Linked DNA regions of Capsicum annuum: region 2 is linked to region 1. Evidence: chromatin contacts called from public Hi-C data. All regions are on one chromosome and are shown on one strand. Each heading gives the region's core, a stretch centred on a gene start, on an enhancer-like site or on the middle of the called end of the contact. The rest is flanking DNA. Distances are from core to core; before and after follow the strand shown.

Region 1 (4,035 bases), core at 1,097-3,596:
TTTAAATGGGTTAACTCTCGAAAAACAAAAAGTGACTGAATAAATTGGGACAGAGTAAGTAGATGGCATACCCGCTGTTTCTACTGATAAGAACTAAACTGGTGTAATTTTCATCATCTTGAAATTGCTAAAATTGGAAAGATCTATGTTTTGCATTGCCATTTTTCAATTTTCATCCACTTACACTCTGTTCGGATGGTTGTTAAGCATTGTTTTATAATATATTGTATTCTATTGTATTGTATAGTATTGTATTGTTTTAATGAATACAGCATTGGAATAGATTGTATCTTTTTTCGTTGTTACATAATCTCAAACGTCAATAATTTGAAGGATATACTTACCAGAAAAGTGGAGTATAGGGCACGACTACTACAAAAGATTGGATAAAAAATAAAATAGAAATACTAAATAACAAGTAAAGGTAAAATAAAAAAATATATAAAGTAACCAGAGGCGGAGCCAGGATTTCAACGAAGGGGTTCCATATTCAAAGAGAACTTAGGATTTCAACAAAGGGGGTTCCATATTAAAAGAAAACTTAGTCGAAGGGGGTTCAACACCTACTATAACCACATAAAAAATAATTTTAATCATGTATAAATAGTATATTTTTTCGTTTTCGGGAGGCTGGCTCCGCCCCTGAAAGTAACGAAGCGATCCCACCAACTTAGCTATGCAACTTCTCGTCCTTACCTAATTATGCAATTTAACGATACGAAACAATATAATTTAAGTGAAAATCAAAACAAACATGATATTTACGCTTACTAATAAGTTTAACGAGTCATAGTCTCTCTATAGGCACTGTTATTTCTATCCTCTTTACATTCTTGGATGTTACTTGCTTGTATCGTCTTACTTGTTATCCCAATTTCACATTTATTCTATTTTAAAATATTTTTGTTTCTCTGTCTTTTTTTTCTTTAGTCATTAAGTTTCAATGAAGGATTAGTTGGTAATCCAACTTTCTCCGGTCAATAATTTAGTGTTGGCCTTTTCTTGTCACATTAAGAACGTATTTATTTGACTTTCTTTGCATGAACTTGTCATTTTCAAAGGTTGCAGCAATATATATATATATATATATATATATATGAAACTTGAAAAATGGGAGGGCTAAGGAGAATGATTTGCATTTTTTGTACAGTTGAAAATTTTCCTCGTACAACAACGTTTTCTAATTGGGTAAACTAACGTTGACGCATTCCAACTAACAAATATGTTACTCTAGAAGAACTTGCATATTGCTTTTGGTGTTTAATTTGATGATCAACTATTTAAAATTAAACATCTTTAAAGCTACAAAGGGTACTATAAATAATAAAGTTTATATAATTTTAAAGAATTGTTTTCAGAAATATTGAAATACGTAAATCATAATCAAACAAAAAAAAAAAAAAATGACTATCTTCCTTCATCGATCCACACATAGCAAACAGAGTCTTTCTGTAATTGCAAAGCTCTTTCTTATTGGTTAATTGTTTATGAATTTGTTTGCTATTTTTTGTGGGTGGCATATTTATGTCTTCTCATCTTGTTCCATGCTTTATTACGGATTTGATTATTATCTCGTGTCTTGAACCGGGGGTCTATTGGAAGCAGCTTTTCTACTTTTTCGGAGATAGTGGTATAGACTGCGTAATACACTTATTGTTGTTTTAATCCTTACGAAACTTCTTTTATATCAGTCCAACTAGTACAACTTTTAATTCCTACGAAGCTTCTTTTTTATATCTATCAAGAAGTACAAAAAAATGATAATATGTCGTTTTTAGGCTTGGTGCTATAGTTCAAAGGCATAGCCACATGTAGAAGAATATAGGGTAAAAATTATTTTTCCATGTGTATATATTAAATTTTAAACTCTTTTAACAAAATTTTTAATCGCATCACTGTTTTTTAACCTCGTCACTGTTACAATTCCACTTGTAGGTTTGACAGAATTTAGTGGCTTTGGCCTAAATGTTATAGTTGTGTTATAAATAATATATTCGAAAAGATTTTTTTTTTTCTAAAATCCAATAAATTGTCTCTTATGAAATCCAATAAATTAAACTACTTTTTTGTATAATTCAAATTCATAAACTTAAATTTTTAGCTCAACGTCTAGTCCTTTTCTTTTAAATGGAAAGAGTACTAACTATATTTTTCCATATAGGGTAAACAATAATAATATGAGTTAACCAAAAAAAATAATAATAATAATATGAAAAAATAAAAGGAAAGTTTTTTTGTTTTTTACTTCTTTTTTTTTTTCTTTCCATAAAGAGAAGGAAAAGGTTAACACGAGGCAAATATATACTCCTAAAATAAAGGTACGCGGTCAGGTTATGAACCTGCCTCAGGAGACTAACGGTACACGGAAAATAGGAGACTAACCGAATACCGATTGACACCAAAATATTCACAATTTTTTTTTTCCATATTCATTGTTAATACTAACAATAATAAATAACAAATTATTCATTAATCACTGCCTTCGGTCTTCCTCTAAACAAGAACGTGCACGTTTATGCCTTTCCATATCTAATATACTTGCACAGGTTCTTTTCTTTCTTTTTCAACATATCCGTAACAATTCATACACTCCCTTTTCTTTTTGATGAATTTCTTGTCGTTGATGGGTATGTTTTTTTTTATATATATAATTATTATTATGGTGATTTATGTTTTATAGGGTTCTCTGTTCTTGGCTTTTAATTTGCATGTGATCATTGTTTGAGTTGATTTTAATTGGATGATAGATTTCAAGATTGAGTATTGGTTAAAGGGTTCTTTGTTTTTTCATGAAATTTTTGGTGAATTCTTGTGTGATTGTATTATAATTTGCATGCTTAATTAATCTGTAGATGTGTGCGTTTCATATTCTTAATCTTCGTGATTATATTTTGTAAATGATGATCACATTGCTTTTCCAGGTAAAAGGTGGTTGCTTTTCATAATTTCTTGCTTTTTTTCCTCGTATGTTTTTTTCTATCTTTCAAATTATGTAATGCTTTATACACTGTCTTGATCAATTTTGTACTGTAGATTAAAACTGGTATTAGTAATTTTTTGGATCAGAGACTGTATTAGTATAAGATTAACTCCAGTGTTAATTTTGTTTACTTCTCACTTCCAAATGTTGCATGCTGTTTGAAGCGCATATGTAAAAAAAAAATGAATGCTAACTCTTTCATGAGTTCTTCATGAATTTGGAATTCATTATTGTTGAGCTGGTTCGAACTGCCAAGAGATAAGTTGTGTGATAATTGTGTATAGTGAACTTAAAAACTGTCTGATAGTGGCGTACATTGAACCTGCAAACTGCCTGATAATGATAATTGTATATAGATAGTGAACCTGAAAGAGGTATCTGATAATTGTGTATTTGTGTATGGTGAACTTGCAAACTATCTGTGCTTATTGAACTTGCAAATTGTCTAATAAATGTGCATATTGAACCGGCAAATTGTCTGATAATTGTGTATGGTGAAACTTGCAAATTGTCTGATAAATGTGCATATTGAACCGGCAAACTGTCTGATAATTGTGTATGGTGAACCTGCAAAATGCCTGATAATTGCGTATGGTGAACCTGCTAAATGCCTGATAATTGCATACAGTGAACTGCAAACTGTTTGCTAATTGTCTACACTACTGTCTCAATAAAATTAGTGGCCTAAAGCCAAATTTTAATAAGATGCATGCATATATATATATATATATGTTAATCATTTGTTTGCACTGCATTACTTTGGATATTGTTGTTAAAACTTTATTTACTAATATAAAATTTTAGTTGTTTAGTTTAAAGTTATAAATATTTCTTGTAAAAATGAGAACTTTTTTCTTTTTTTTTTTAATTATTTTTAAATAATTTTTAAAAATGTATTTCACAATCTTCATTATTATTTCAAGTGAAGTTGAAATATTCTTGAGGCCTCAAAATTTTGGGGCCTAAAGCGAATGCTTTACACCCTGATTGTCTACAATAAACTTGTAAAATGTCTGATAATTGTGTACAGTGAATTTGCGAGCTGTTTCTGTTGT
Region 2 (4,035 bases), core at 698-3,197, 140 kb before region 1:
TCTCAATACATAAAATATTGCTAAAGGCGTATCAAGTTGTTCCATTTTCCCATTTCCTGGTTATGATACCCAAACATAACCATTATAGAAAATAGGCATAGGCATCCTCTAGATGAGAATACTACCAAATCCATCCTAATTTATAAACATTAATTGACAAGGTTCATCATTTCGGTTGTCTTCTTTTGAGAGGGAGAAACAACCGTTGCTGGCAATCCAAACTAGTCTAAAGTAGCCCCAACAAGAAACAAAAGACTTATTTATAACTTTCATGGAAAACAAGAAGTCGTCATGGCCTTGTGGATGGTGCACCAATCATTAAATAACCCAATTAAGTTTGATAAGCTAACTAGGCAATCAAGAATCAACCAATGGTAACTTCAGCTGGTCAATGTAATTTTTCAGCTTTCAATTATTCCTTCTCATCTCATAATATTGTCCATCCTGAAACGTGTTAAGAAAATATCATATATATTCTTTTGCATATATGACAACAAAAAAAGACCATTTAGTTTTAATCCTAATCTTGCATAGAAGTTAAATGTTAAATAAGACTGGTATCTTACGGTCTGTTGGTACTTGGTAATGTATGTGAATCAACAATTTTGGAACATCTGAAAACTGTCATATAGGAATATAAACTTTGAACAAGAAAAGTAACTGTTTTTACTCATTTGCGTTGTTTCAATCTATTGACATCAATTCGGCTTTGATATTTTTCTAATCTTTAGCATATGAAGAGTACACACCAAACAGGGCAAAACTATTACGTACTGGTTCAAACGAACCCAATAGCTTTTGCTTAAACACCGTATTTGTACTAAAAAGTCCATTAAACATGTTTAAATAATTAAATTTAAACCCAATAACTCAAACCCAATAACTCAAACAAACTACGGAGTACGGATTCAGTAAGCAAGTTCAAAACCCATAAACTTTCAAACCTAGTTCCACATAAATCAAACGAATTCAACACAAATGAATGACTTATGTAACAAATGATACATAAACTAAACACTCAAACTTGGTCTCAACTGGCAGGTAAGCACTCCAACTTTGAGAGTGCATGTCAGTTAAACACTCCAACTTATCAAATGATCATCTAGACACCTCCAAAATTTATTTGAATGTTTGTTTATGTATTATGTCTTTAGGTAACATAACATGTAACCAACACACACTACAAATTAGTAAACATATTAGTATAAATTAACAGAAAGTTTTGAGTACGCACCGAAAAGACAACGCCAAAAGCCCACATATACTGAACAAAGAATCCAAATCCATCCCATTGAGGACCTTCCCAAAAGTCCTTTTCCTCTCCAGGAAGCTTCGGCATCTCAAAACCATCACCAATCGTCGCAGTTGCCTCACTGCCAATACTAATATTCACCTTTCGAAACTCTTCTTCTTCATCATCTTCCTCTGCCTCTTTCGTTGAAATTGAACTTCTCTTGTTCTTCCCTGCGGTGAACTTTTTTGCAGCTAGTACGGTGAATAATCGTCTTCTTTTACCCTGAGATGGAAGTGAAAATGGACAGCGAAGAGGGAATTGGGTGTAGGGTATTATTTTCGTTGATGAACAGTTACAGAGAGTTGGATTTCCAGTGAGAGCCATTGTTGTGGCGGATAACAAGTATGTGGACGAGACTGAGTTACTAAACTACTTTTGGATCCGAAATGGGAAATGGTTTATTGGACGTTAAGATCCGATTAGATAAGATATTTCTGTTGTTTTTTTCTGTAATTTTGTAGTTTATTTTTTTTTTTTCTTCTGTTTGCGTGTGAGTTTAAAATCACCGAGTGTAATATAATGAAAGATACTTTTAGGAACTCATGATTGGGATCCTTCGGACCAGATTGAGCCTGTGAAAATGGAAAAACATTTGGTGTATTGAGAATCCTCAATAATTATGGATAATTTTTATAAATTTCGATGATTTAATATCTAATTATAATTTATTTTGATTGTTTTGATATTTATAAAAAAATTTAATTTTTTATTATCGTGACACATGACTAAGGTTCGTGATACATCACAATATGATACATATGTATCAAATTAATTGGCTGATACATAAATACCAATATATAACTCTAATGTATCGGTAGCATAAAAAACATTTCAATACATTATTTTTGTCATATTTTCAATCTTTTATCTATAATTTAATATATTTAGTAAAATCCATAGTTTTTGTACATTTGATGAAGGGTTGTGTGATGCATCTTCTTGTCTTTTTTTAACCAGATGAATAATTCTTATATATCTCCGAACTTTCTTAACAGATACATCAGGGTCTTGATGTATCTTCTTGTTCTTTTCCAATTTGAGGCTTCAAACCTTCGAAAATGTTGTTCTCTTCAACTAGTTCTTCAAAGCTCCAACCCAACGAGCTGCATTATTTTCTACTTTTTTCAGAATGAAATCAATCAATGAGTCCAAATTAAATTGATGTTCGTCGCAATGTCAAACGCCCAACACAACAATGATGTATTTTCTTAGATCTAAAACACTCAATTTCAATTTTAACTAGCAAACTTTGAATCTCCGCCTCATATAATATCAATCATGGGTTGAACAGGGATGTGCAACTTGAATCCACAATTATGAACCTTCGAAGAACACCATAAATGTGAAAATAAACTAACCTTCTTATAAATTGGAGAAGAATTGAAAATAAAGTGGAGACGAAGAGACTTTATTTTGAAATCATCAAATTGAGCGAAATCACAAATGAAATGTCCAAAATTTTATCCGCACTTTTAGGACATTTAGGCGATACTAAACAGTACTATTATGTCAATATTTTTTATTTTTTATTTTAAGAAAGTGAATGTTGAGATTTTTGTAATTGTTTTATAGAAATGGGGTTTTAAGTAAATATAGTAAATTAAGGTATAGTAATATGTTAGATTTTCATTAATTAATTTTATTACAATACTAGATATTTAGTAAAAAATAAAAATCAGAAGAAAAAATTAATTGCTCGTAGGTAGTAAATTTGTAACCTAAAAGGTAGATGTAATATGCAACTAAATAAAGAGAAAATTATCCCCTATAATATTATTAGATCTAAAATAACAAATTTTAGCAATATTTTTAAATAATTACATTAATAGCAATTTAGTTACAAGTTATAGCAACTTATTAAAAGATATATTATTTTAGTTATATTTTTAAGATTCATTTTTAATTATATAATTTAAAATCAGTTTCATATTTATAGGATTGTAATCAATATTTTTCTTAAATTGTGTATTGATAATCATGGTAAATATATGTTATTTTTTATTTAAAAGATTACACATTTTTAATCGATAACTTTATTGAAAGAAGATTACGTGTAAATCAAATTAATGTTTCGAAAAAGTATCTGAATCACCTCTCTCTCTCTCTCCATTCAAATTCTCTAATTCTCAACCTCACCTCTCTCTTTCTCCATTATAATACTCAATATTTCAAAACTTTATTGAGATTTATGTCTCCATATAATATTCATATTCTTCCCTTGAAAATATAAGATTGAAAAACAGTGGGCTTCATATTATATTCATCTTCTTCGTTGAAAAAAGTGAGTTTCATACTTAATATTCATATTCTTCGTTGAAAAAAATAGGCTTCTTCTGATAAATTCACATTTCAACATGTATATTAATGAATTCTTAGTACTTGTTGCCGAATGATTGGTCATTCATATGTTATTTTCTCACTTAGTGATCATGTCTGTCATCCCCGATCTTTATTTCTTTTTATTTTTTCTAGTAAGCATGCATGATATGGTAGTAACAAAGTTGTATTCATGGACTATAACAGTAATTACAAACTTGCAAATATTTGATTTTTTTTTGTATTAAATTAGTACAAAATTGATCTTGAATCATTTTTTTTATTTACTGTTTGTTTTTTTAATATAGTTAATAATTTGAATTAACTTTTTGGTGCTCGATCATTACTGTTTATTTTTCTAATAGTGTTGTTGGTATGAACAAAGTTTATTTTTTGTATTTATATAATGTTATGCTACTTTAACG

What was found. A called contact is a pair of places that touch in the nucleus more often than the background predicts.
Region 2: a Hi-C map of leaf shows a contact between it and region 1, with 5 times the contacts expected there. The contact joins the promoter of LOC107855407 here to the promoter of LOC107855412 in region 1. A contact is called at or near these places in 4 of 5 Hi-C or Micro-C datasets (bud, leaf and placenta).

Annotation. Positions count from the first base shown.
Region 1 is chr6:208,369,642-208,373,676 of UCD10Xv1.1, reverse strand. It overlaps LOC107855412 (kinesin-like protein KIN-14C), which reads left to right and starts at 2,346. Exons shown (of 23, transcript XM_047413857.1): 1 at 2,346-2,627.
Region 2 is chr6:208,506,598-208,510,632 of UCD10Xv1.1, reverse strand. LOC107855407 reads right to left here and starts at 1,947. Exons shown (of 2, transcript XM_016700414.2): 1 at 1,235-1,947. The coding sequence starts at 1,618.